Linked DNA regions of Salmo salar: region 1 is linked to region 2. The links are chromatin contacts, called in public Hi-C maps. All regions are on one chromosome and are shown on one strand. Each heading gives the region's core, a stretch centred on a gene start, on an enhancer-like site or on the middle of the called end of the contact. The rest is flanking DNA. Distances are from core to core; before and after follow the strand shown. Region 1 holds the start of LOC106611618 (polycomb group RING finger protein 1). Region 2 holds the start of LOC106611615 (AP-1 complex-associated regulatory protein).

What was found. A called contact is a pair of places that touch in the nucleus more often than the background predicts.
Region 1: a contact with region 2 is called in a Hi-C map of gill, with 4 times the contacts expected there. The contact joins the promoter of LOC106611618 here to the promoter of LOC106611615 in region 2. A contact is called at or near these places in 2 of 3 Hi-C or Micro-C datasets (gill and muscle).

Annotation. Positions count from the first base shown.
Region 1 is chrssa09:64,593,837-64,599,109 of Ssal_v3.1, forward strand. LOC106611618 (polycomb group RING finger protein 1) reads right to left here and starts at 1,367. Exons shown (of 9, transcript XM_014212012.2): 1 at 1,206-1,367; 2 at 144-249. The coding sequence starts at 1,292.
Region 2 is chrssa09:64,260,046-64,264,714 of Ssal_v3.1, forward strand. LOC106611615 (AP-1 complex-associated regulatory protein) reads left to right here and starts at 3,294. Exons shown (of 9, transcript XM_014212008.2): 1 at 3,294-3,675. The coding sequence starts at 3,605.

The DNA of each region.
Region 1 (5,273 bases), core at 117-2,616, 330 kb after region 2:
TTAATTCCTATGCAGGACAACTTCTTCTGGAGAGTGCCAATAAGGCATCAGTAATCCAGGGTTTATACACGTCTGTAACAGTTTGCCCATTTCTCAGAGGGCAAGAAGCCAAAACATTGAAAACACAGGCTGGGCCCACTTACATGTATGCAGACACTCTGTAATAGTTGTGGCATCGATGAAGTACCCAGCACAGAGATAGCACACTATGTGCTCGTTCAGGTCTTTGATCTTCAACTTGACTTCCTCCTTCAACAATAATAAGTTGCTATTGAAATCTCGAGTAGAAAGTATACCTGCATTTTCTAGATTTTTTTTTCTGAGCAGCAACAATGTACCATTAATGTCAAAAACAAGCTAGAATGTTTACATTCTAGAGTAGACAAAATGATGAGTTCATTCGAATAACAATATGATGATTGCTCTTTTCCACTAGGTTGATATTTCTAACTTTGGGGATTTGTTTCGCATTGTTAGTTCTTACTGAACTGTTGGAGCTAGAAACATAGGCATTTCGCTGGACCTGCGATAACATCTGCAAAATATGTGTAGTATGTAAACAATACACACACACACACACACACACACACACACATATATATATATATAAGCAGGTTGGCGTGTCAGGTGTCTGCAACATTGTAGCGGAGTAAGCAGAGTATCTATTATGCTAACATAAGCTAACACAATGTCAATAATAACAGGGTAGAATCTATACGTTCTTTATTTGTAAGTTATCGCTAGCAACCCAGTACGCTACACATGGAATTGCAAATAAAAGGACACAGGTAAGACACATATTAGTCACTTTACAAGCAAGGTTCGATAAGTCCGTCACCAGAAGCTACCTAGCCTAGCAAACACAATTAGCTAGTTATCTATAAACTAATTTTCATTCATCCAAAACGCAAATGCGTCTTTTAACTAATAGTGTAGACCGTTACAGGTGTGAAACCGGGGAGTTAACGGTACACATTTGCACGAAGGACCTTGCAGTAGCTGCCCAGAAAACACGGGTAGACTCTTCCACACACGCCTGCGCACACGTAGGCAGCTCTCTCTCCATCACTTTGGTGACAGGAGGAAGCGCTCGCATTGCTGCTTTTCCTCGTCGTAGTTATGTAGCTAGATTCAGCTCTAATTAACTTAAACAATTCTTACTGGTCTTGTCGCGTCTATAGAGTCCGAAACTAATTTGTACCTACCTCATTTCGTAAAGGGTCGAGCTTATATACGGACTGGAATTGATTTCTTAGCCGCATAGCTATCGCCATTGGCCCTTGCTCAGCCATCTTTAAAAATGCTGCTTATTTCCGGGTGGAAGAGCATCAAAGATGGTGGATTTATGAAGATGTCCCACTCAGGCCGTTTACCACTGGGCGACTTCCATTATGCTGAGCTGCAGGGCACGGGTCTATGGCCTGTGACGCGAAAGGGCAAAAGCGGTGAGGGAGGAGCGCCCTTCTAAAACCGAACAGTAATCTGCGCCGCTCGGACATATTGTCAACCAGGCTGCATGGTGGATAGTCCAGAAACAACATATATATCTTTTTAATAAAATATAGCTTATGGTTGAATTTTCATTGGGAATCCAAATAAAGCCTTTTTTTGCTTGGGAAAACACAGAATCGTACTCATTACACAACCGCTTAGTTACGTCCAGGGACAGACTGGGACAACAATTCGTTTTTCTCAACTTTTACTGTACCTATGACAGGCGAAACATGATTTTTAACAGCTCGTTTTAACCAGCTCATGTTTAAGACAAATACAACATGTAAAAACTGTCTGTTTCCTCCCTGTTGTGCTGTCTATCTCTGCTGTCACTCTGTCTCTGCTTCTCCTTGTTCTCCTTTATTGTCACTGTCACTCTTGTCTGTGAGCGAAACCTCTAACTCCGCCTCTGCCCAGTCAGACTAACTCATGGATACCATTTTTATGTCTCTGCGTGTAGTTTGGAGATTGTTGAAGTTTGCATATTGTTAGCTTAGCACAATTACTGGAAATCTCCCGGGAACAGTAGCCAGCTCATCTCAAAGCAGAGAAATATACCTTCTAACTAACCCAAGGGTGTCAAACTCCTTCCATGGACTAGGCGCTAGTGTCTGCTGGTTTTTGTTTTGTCCTTTCAATTAAGACCTAGACAACCTTGTGAGGGGGGTTCCTTACTAATCAGTGACCTTAATTCATCAATCAAGTATAGACAGGTTGGTTGTTTAGCAACAAAACCGACGTGTGTGCCACAGGAGATTGGTGGCACTTTAATTGGGGTGGATGGCCTCGTGGTAATGGCTGGAGTGGAATTTGTGCAATAGGATCAAATACATCCAACACATGTTTTCCATGTGTTTGATGCCATTCCATTCGCTCCGTTCCAGACATTATTATGAGCTGTCCGCCCCTCAGCAGCCTCCACTGGTGTGCGCAACTATGGGGCAAAACAGAACAGGGTTGGCTTCGATTGTTGACAACATGTAAACTATATTTAGTCTCCAATGGTTATTCAAAAGCATAAATACATTTGCACAATGAGCACTTATTGTCTCTCAAATACATCGTTACAGTTGTTGTTTAGCTAGCTAGCTAATTTTAGCCATATTAGCATAGTCGTGAGATCAGTCAAAACACCTCAAAACAAGACATGGTATCAAAAACAAGATAAAACTAGCTGAAACGAGCCACCAACAATTCCCCACATGGCAGCCTCTTGTCATTGTTGCTAGCTATCTGGCCATCCAGAACATAGAGCTGGAAAGAGGCCTCATCATTGTATCCGTGCCATTATGGCATCTGTTACAGCATGGTAAGCGCCATTGAGGCTATCTCCATTTTAAAGTATTCAATTTTCTTCTTCACGATTGGCTGATCCCTCCTGATGACCCAGTTGGACATGATTCCAACAGGGTCAGCAGGAAGGATCAGCCAATGAAGTTGGAATACAGCCTTATGGCCACTAGAGGCCTCTATTGTTATCTGTGATCCTGAATCACAACAGCACACAGACGTTACGCCCGCATTGTAGCATGCGCATCGTTTTCGTGAAGTTGTCAGCTAACCAGTCTATAAGGAGGAGCGAAAACCTGCAGTCACTCGGCCCTCCGTGGAATGAGTTTGTCTGACTCTAGGTAAGTAGAAAAACAACCAAAATCTTGAAATCTCGCAGTATCCCTTTAAAAAACTTATTCGGGATTGGTGTCCCTTCCCCGGGACGGTTGAGCTAATGTAGGCTAATGTGATTAGCACGAGGGTGTAAGTAACAAGAACATTTCCCAGGGCATAGACATATCAGATATTAGCAGAAAGCTTAAATTCTTGTTAATCTAACTGCACTGTCTACTTTACAGTAGCTATTACAGTGAAAGAATACCATGCTATTGTTTGAGGAGAGTGCACAATTTTGAACATGAAAAGTTGTTACTAAACAAATTAGGCACATTTGGGCAGTCTTGATACAAAATGTTGAACGGAAATGCAATGGTTCATTGGATCAGTCTAAAACGGTGCACATACACTGCTGCCACCTAGTGGCCAACATCTACATTGCACATGGGATGGAATAATATATTATGGCCTTTCTCTTGCATTTTAAAGATGATGGTACAAAAAATACAGAAGAATGTTTTTTTTTTTCTTTGTATTATCTTTTACCAGATCTATTGTGTTATATTCTCCTACATTCCTTTCACATTTCCACAAACTTCAAAGTGTTTCCTTTCAAATGGTAGCAAGAATATGCATATCCTTGCTTCAGGGCCTGAGCTACAGGCAGTTAGATTTGGGTAAGTAATTTTAGGCGAAAATTGAAAAAGGTACGATCCTTAAGAGGATTTATTAAGGGTTGGCACTCTCGTAGGCACCAATGCCTTTGCTGGGTATGGTCTGCTTAGTTCATTGACTATATATGAACGTCTCTGAGAGCATGCAGGAAGCGCATTCTTTGTGGCTGAATCTCAATAATCTTTTCTCTTGTCCTGCCCTCCCGTCCATCACTCACTTCCTTCTTTCTTTCTTACTCGCTTCCTACTAAAAATGTATAATAAAATGTACATGACATATTTGCCTTATGCCTTTGTTAAAGGTGCCCTCCAGAGGAAGTTGCCACCACTATTTCAACGTGATTCCTATATACACCTTCCTAATATTGAGTCCCCCCCCCTTTTGTCCTCAGAACAGCCTCAGTTCGTCGGGGTATGAACTCTACAAGGTGTCGAATGCGTTCCACATGGCTGCTGGCCCATATTGACTCCAGTGCTTCCCACAGTTGTGTCAAGTTGGCTGGATGTCCTTTGGGTAGGGGACCATTCTTGGTACACACGGGAAACTGTTGAGCGTGAAAAATCCAACAACGTTGCAGTTCTTGACACACTCAAACCGGTGCGCCTAGCATCTACTACCATAACCCGTTCAAAGGCACTTAAATCTTTGGTCTTGCCCATTCTCCCTCTGAATGGTACACATATACAATCCATGTGTCAATTGTCTTATGGCTTAAAAATTCTTCTTTAATCTGTCTCCTCCCTTTCATCTACACTGATTGAAGTGGATTTAATAAGTGACATCAATAAGGGTTCATAGTGTTCACCTGGATTCACCTGGTCAGTCTATGTCTTGGAAATTGCAAATGTTCCTGACGTTCATGTTTAAACTTTCATTCGATCAAATAAGCCTCACCTATCAAAATAGCAATTCACTTTTATCCTGACCAAATTCAGCACAGCCCCCCATACAAAAACTCCTATCTTGGCCTGCTGAACGCTATGAGCGTTGCTGACTCCTGACAGATCTTATAACGCCTAGATATGTATTTTGATTCAGAGGGGTTGGGTGAGATGCGGAAGACACATTTCAGTTGTCTGCATTCAGTTGTGCAACTGACTAGGTATCCCCATTTCCTTTCCTTAAAGTATCAGCTAACTACATCATATGTTATAGCAATTTGTCAGTCGACAACAATGACACAGTCAATGATGTGGCATGCAACCATTGGTTGTTGCATCGATTAATTTAGGTGTGGAACGCGCCCCAAGTCTGCATAACCTGTATGGACAGATTTTGGGTGGAGTCGACCCTCTCACTTTGCCTCTTCCTCTCTGGCTCAGCTCAGTCGTGACTCGCGGGCTATACTGAGTTTGAAGTGGAGGGAGTACAGGGCGTAGTATGTCTCTTGAGGAGGCTAAAAATAGATTTTGGCTTGGAAAAGTGTAATATTTTCAGAAGGAGTCGGAATTGGTTAAGGCAGGAGGATTGGAAGGAAAGAGAGAGGAGGTTGAAAA
Region 2 (4,669 bases), core at 2,044-4,543:
GAAAGGAGTTGACGGTAAGCTGTTGTGGACTTGAGCTATTTGTTTGTGTTTCTTCTGACCAGAGAGAGTGGGCGCTGCATGTCACGCAACTTGTGTCAAGATCTGTTTCTTGCTTTAATCTTAGGAACAGGGCACCATTAAAAGGAGTCATTTCTGTGGTAGCGTTAAGTGTGGAGGTGGCGTGTGGGAGATAAGAAGATGTGCTGAGGGGGAAAGAACATAAATATTTTGGCTATAGGAAGAGAAGAAGACATCCGATTCTGATAGAGTAACAGGCCACGGTGGGAGGCATAGCGACCTGACAACCAGACTTGAGTTATGCAGAAAGGGCCCAAATACTCAAGATAGCCAGACAAAGAAGTACAGAGAAATCACATGAGGAGGCCCTGCTAGCATTATAATCTATACAGCTGTCAGATGTGGGCGTTAACAAGCAACAACGGATATGGAGAGATAATGGTAAAGAACGGTCAAGGGAAGCTATTTTCATATAGAGGGAGGGGACTCTATACGTTATGCAAAGACAGAATCATATAAAAAAAGGACTCTGTAATATGACAATTTAGTCTTTTTCATGGAGGGGCTCGGCCCTGTTGCGTGTGTGGTAGGGTCCTTCCATGGAAGGGCCCGGCTTTGCTACTCTGTATTAAAGTCTATATTGAATTCACAAGTTCTTGTAAGAGTGTTATGTTCTTAAGACAATTTTCCACGACAGGTGCAATTGAAGTTGAAGATTCCTGGTGTTTGTGATGCCCACCAATTACTGCAAAGGAGACCTGGTGGTGAGCTTGGTGAAACAGAGGAGTCACTGTCAGACCTTTTGAGGTGTGAGTCTTTACCCGACAAAGTCATACTAGAAAACTGTTAGAGCTTTTGTGCCATATGCACTGCGTTCAATATTTATGGCCATGTCACAGCAGTTTGTAGGAGGGAGATTCCAAGATGTGGGAAGTGTGCAGGAGGGCATGGTATAGAGCATTATGTAGTTTCATGGATAAAGTTGTGTGTGTCAACTGTAGGGGTGCCCATGTTGCTGGGGGGGACCGGAAGTGTCCGGTACGAGGCAGGTTGAGGTGGCTAGAGTCAGAGTAGTGCAAAAGGTGTTGTATGATGAGGCAGAGAAGAAAGTAGAGAAGGATGGGTTAAGGGTGAGGGATCCTGAGAGTAGTAGATCTGTGTCAGCACAGAGGGATAGGCCAACGATTGATATATGCTTCAGTAAGGTTGGCTTCTTAGCGTTCATAGCAGTGGTTATCGACTCTATCGCAGAAATAGAACGTAAGTCACAGAAAATAGATGTTGTGGTGGCAGCTGCAGGGAAGTATTTGGGTATACGATATTTGACTTCAGAAGAGTTACAGGGTGTGTTTAGTGGTGGTATCCCATCCTCCCAGGCCGTTGGTGCAGGAGCAAGTAGGGTAAAAGTAGTGGAATGGGGTAGTTGGTTTCTAATAAGGGTAGGGTAATTACAAATATTTTTCCTGTTTCCCTTTTTACCATTTTGTATCACAAAGTGTAATGGATTTATACTATAGTTCAGTTGGGGGCGGTAATGCAACATATTGGATGCCAACCTCCGTTAAACTCCACAGAAGAAGAAGAAGAAGAAGATTCTATAGAGATTCAGAATGGTGAAAAAAATGCATTATGATGGCAAATAAAGAGCCACTCTACCAGTGGTGTAAAGTACTTACGTAAAAAATATTTGAAAGTACTACTTCAGTACTTTACTTTACTATTTATATTTTTGACTACTTTTACTTTACCACATTCTTAAAGAAAATAATGTACTTTTTACTCCATACATTTTCCCTGACACCCAAAAGTATTAGTTACATTTTGAAATGCTTAGCAGGACAGGAAAATGGTACAATTCACACCATTAATAAGAGAACATCGCTGGTCATCCCTACTGCCTCTGATCTGGCGGACTCATTAAACACACATGCTTCATTTGTAAATTATGTCTGAGTGTTGGAGTGTGTCCCTGGCTATCCGTAAATAACAAAAAAACATGAAAAAGGTACCTTCTGACTTGCTTAATATAAGGAATTAGAAATTATGTATACTTTGACTTTTAATGCTTAAGTATATTTTATCAGTTACATTTACTTTGATACTTAAGTATATTTTAAAGCAAATACTTTTAGACTTTTACTCAAGTAGTATTTTACTGGGCGACTTTCACTTTTACTTGAGTCATTTTCTATTAACGTATCTTTACTTTTACTCAAGTATGACAACTGGGTACTTTTTCCACCACTGCACTCTACAAATTAGCACTAACCCAAACAGGTCTATATTAGATAGGACAAAATATGTTACAACTTTCCTCAGTCTCCCCTTACTAATACTAAGCATGCAACTTTCACACAATTTCCCCCTCTTCTCTACCAGCAAATCAAGGAAATTCAAACAAAGTTTGAGGATAAAGTAAGTGATAAGATATTAAGGTGACATGAAAGGAGTGCGGATATTTGGACTGGCGAAGCGGTTTTATCTGCTGACTGAATGGGAGATGATAATTATGAGTTTTTTTTATTCTCCTGGTCTCGGGAAAAAATTAAGAGTCCTCGTTGTCTCAGACGGTGTAAACATTTATCCAAGACCGAGACACTCAATGTGGTCTGGAAACCGGACTTGAGTACTACAACACTGCCCAGTTGTCTTAAAAGCACCATTTAGGTCTACATCCCAGAGTTCCCAAATGTTGACCTCTGATGTCACCTACTAAGGAAATTACCACAATAACAACAACAAAACATTATTTACGACTTCACAACTGGTATTACCACCATCCCTTCACTTGGCTCTGAATGCAATATATGCACTAAACTTAGAAGCCCAGGCTTCTCATGTACTAGATTTGGAAGGTCACAGGTAGGCTTACCCCCCAAAATCTCCTTGAGCGGCAACTTCAAAGTCCACTACCAATCTATACTTTTAAAGATGTCAATTTTTTATGCTTACCGTGTACATATGTTTATCATTGAGTGTTGAAATTATAATCTACCAAATTGCGCCAAGGGAACAATGTGTCAATGGAGAAAATAATGTTTTAAAATATATGTGGGCTACTGTAATGTTGTACAACATATAATATGCGGTCTATGTTTTCATTTATATCAGTCCTATGTAGAACTACAGAGGATGGTGAAAAAGCCACCCAAAAAGTTGTTGATCTTACAAAAATAATGGTGGGCCTAGGAGTTTCTTGTTGTCTCAAAACAGTGTTTTTGCATCTGAAGCGTGCACATTTCGTTTGAGCCAGGTTAGATTCCGTAGCTAAACATGGGTCACGTGCCTAGAACGAGGAAAAGGAAGTATTGACTGAGACTTCAAAAAAAACCACGGCTGTTGCTAGCCACATTTTTCTGATTAATGTTCAACAGGCTTCTGTATATAAAAATATAGACTGTATCACGATGAGCTGTTGTGCATTGGGTGTCATGTCACCCTTTAATTTTAAGAGCTAGCTAATGTCCGCGGCGACGGGTTGAAGATTTTAGGAATGAAACACCTGTGCTAGCTATCCAACTAATTTCTCAGATTATCCAGGAAGTTAGCACCCAACCCAACGAAGTTGTATTTTTGACAGAATGCGATGGGGAACTGTTGGGCTTATTGTTCTGGGATCTTCAGAAGAGAAGCGAACAGGATAAAACGAGGAGGCGGGTAAGTGATACGCCCTTTACACTAGCGTTGACCAGCCTAGGTTAGCTAACTAGACACAAGTATTCAGTGGGTTGGCAGTCATACAATAACGTTACAATGCAGCGTTAAAACCTCCACGGTGCCCAAGGGTGTATACGTGCCACAGTTGCTTGTCAAACACCTTTCTCTACTAGGTAGTTAGGTTTTTCAGCATCAGCAATCATAGTTTCTAAACCTAGTACCTATACTGTACCGAAGATGTTTATAACTAACCCAAGATAGACCACAGCCTGTCGTTTCCAATGTGAACAAATGAGTCATAGTGGGCAGAGTCAAGCTGGAGCTAGTGAGATCCTATTGGCGCATTCTACCATTTATTTGCACATTTCCATTAGGGAACGCCTGTGAAGTGCGCGTGTGCAATAACTAAATTCGCCCTTGCACTCCTAAAAAACGATATTTTTGGAAACTTTGGCAAGACTAAAGTCTACAGTACATCCGGTGAAATATCTGTCTCATTGTTCAATCTGTAACTCTATTGTCAATACTGAAGCGTTCCTCACCCTGCCTAGTGGTTAGAGCGTTGGGCCAGTAACAGAAAGGTTGCAAGATCGAAATCCCCGAGTTGACAAGGTATAAATCTGTCGTTCTGCCCCTGAACAAAGCAGTTTACTCACTGTTCTTAGGCCGTCATTAAAAATAAGAATTTGTTCTTAACTGACTTGCCTAGTTAAATAAAGGTAAAATAAAACATCGTATGCGTCTTGCCATACAGACACGCATCATTTGTGGGAGTGCATGATGCGTTTCCTTTTAATATTTGATTATGCTTTATTGAATTCTGATTTAAACAAATCTAAAACATTTTGTAGGCAGAATAGTCATTACATCCTTCCTTAGAGGGAAAATCACATTCTGAGGTGACAAATCAAAGTGTATTAGTCGCGTACACAGATTTAAACTGTAGGCTTGATGTTATTGATATCAGTTAGGCTTTAATGTTAGTTTTGATGTC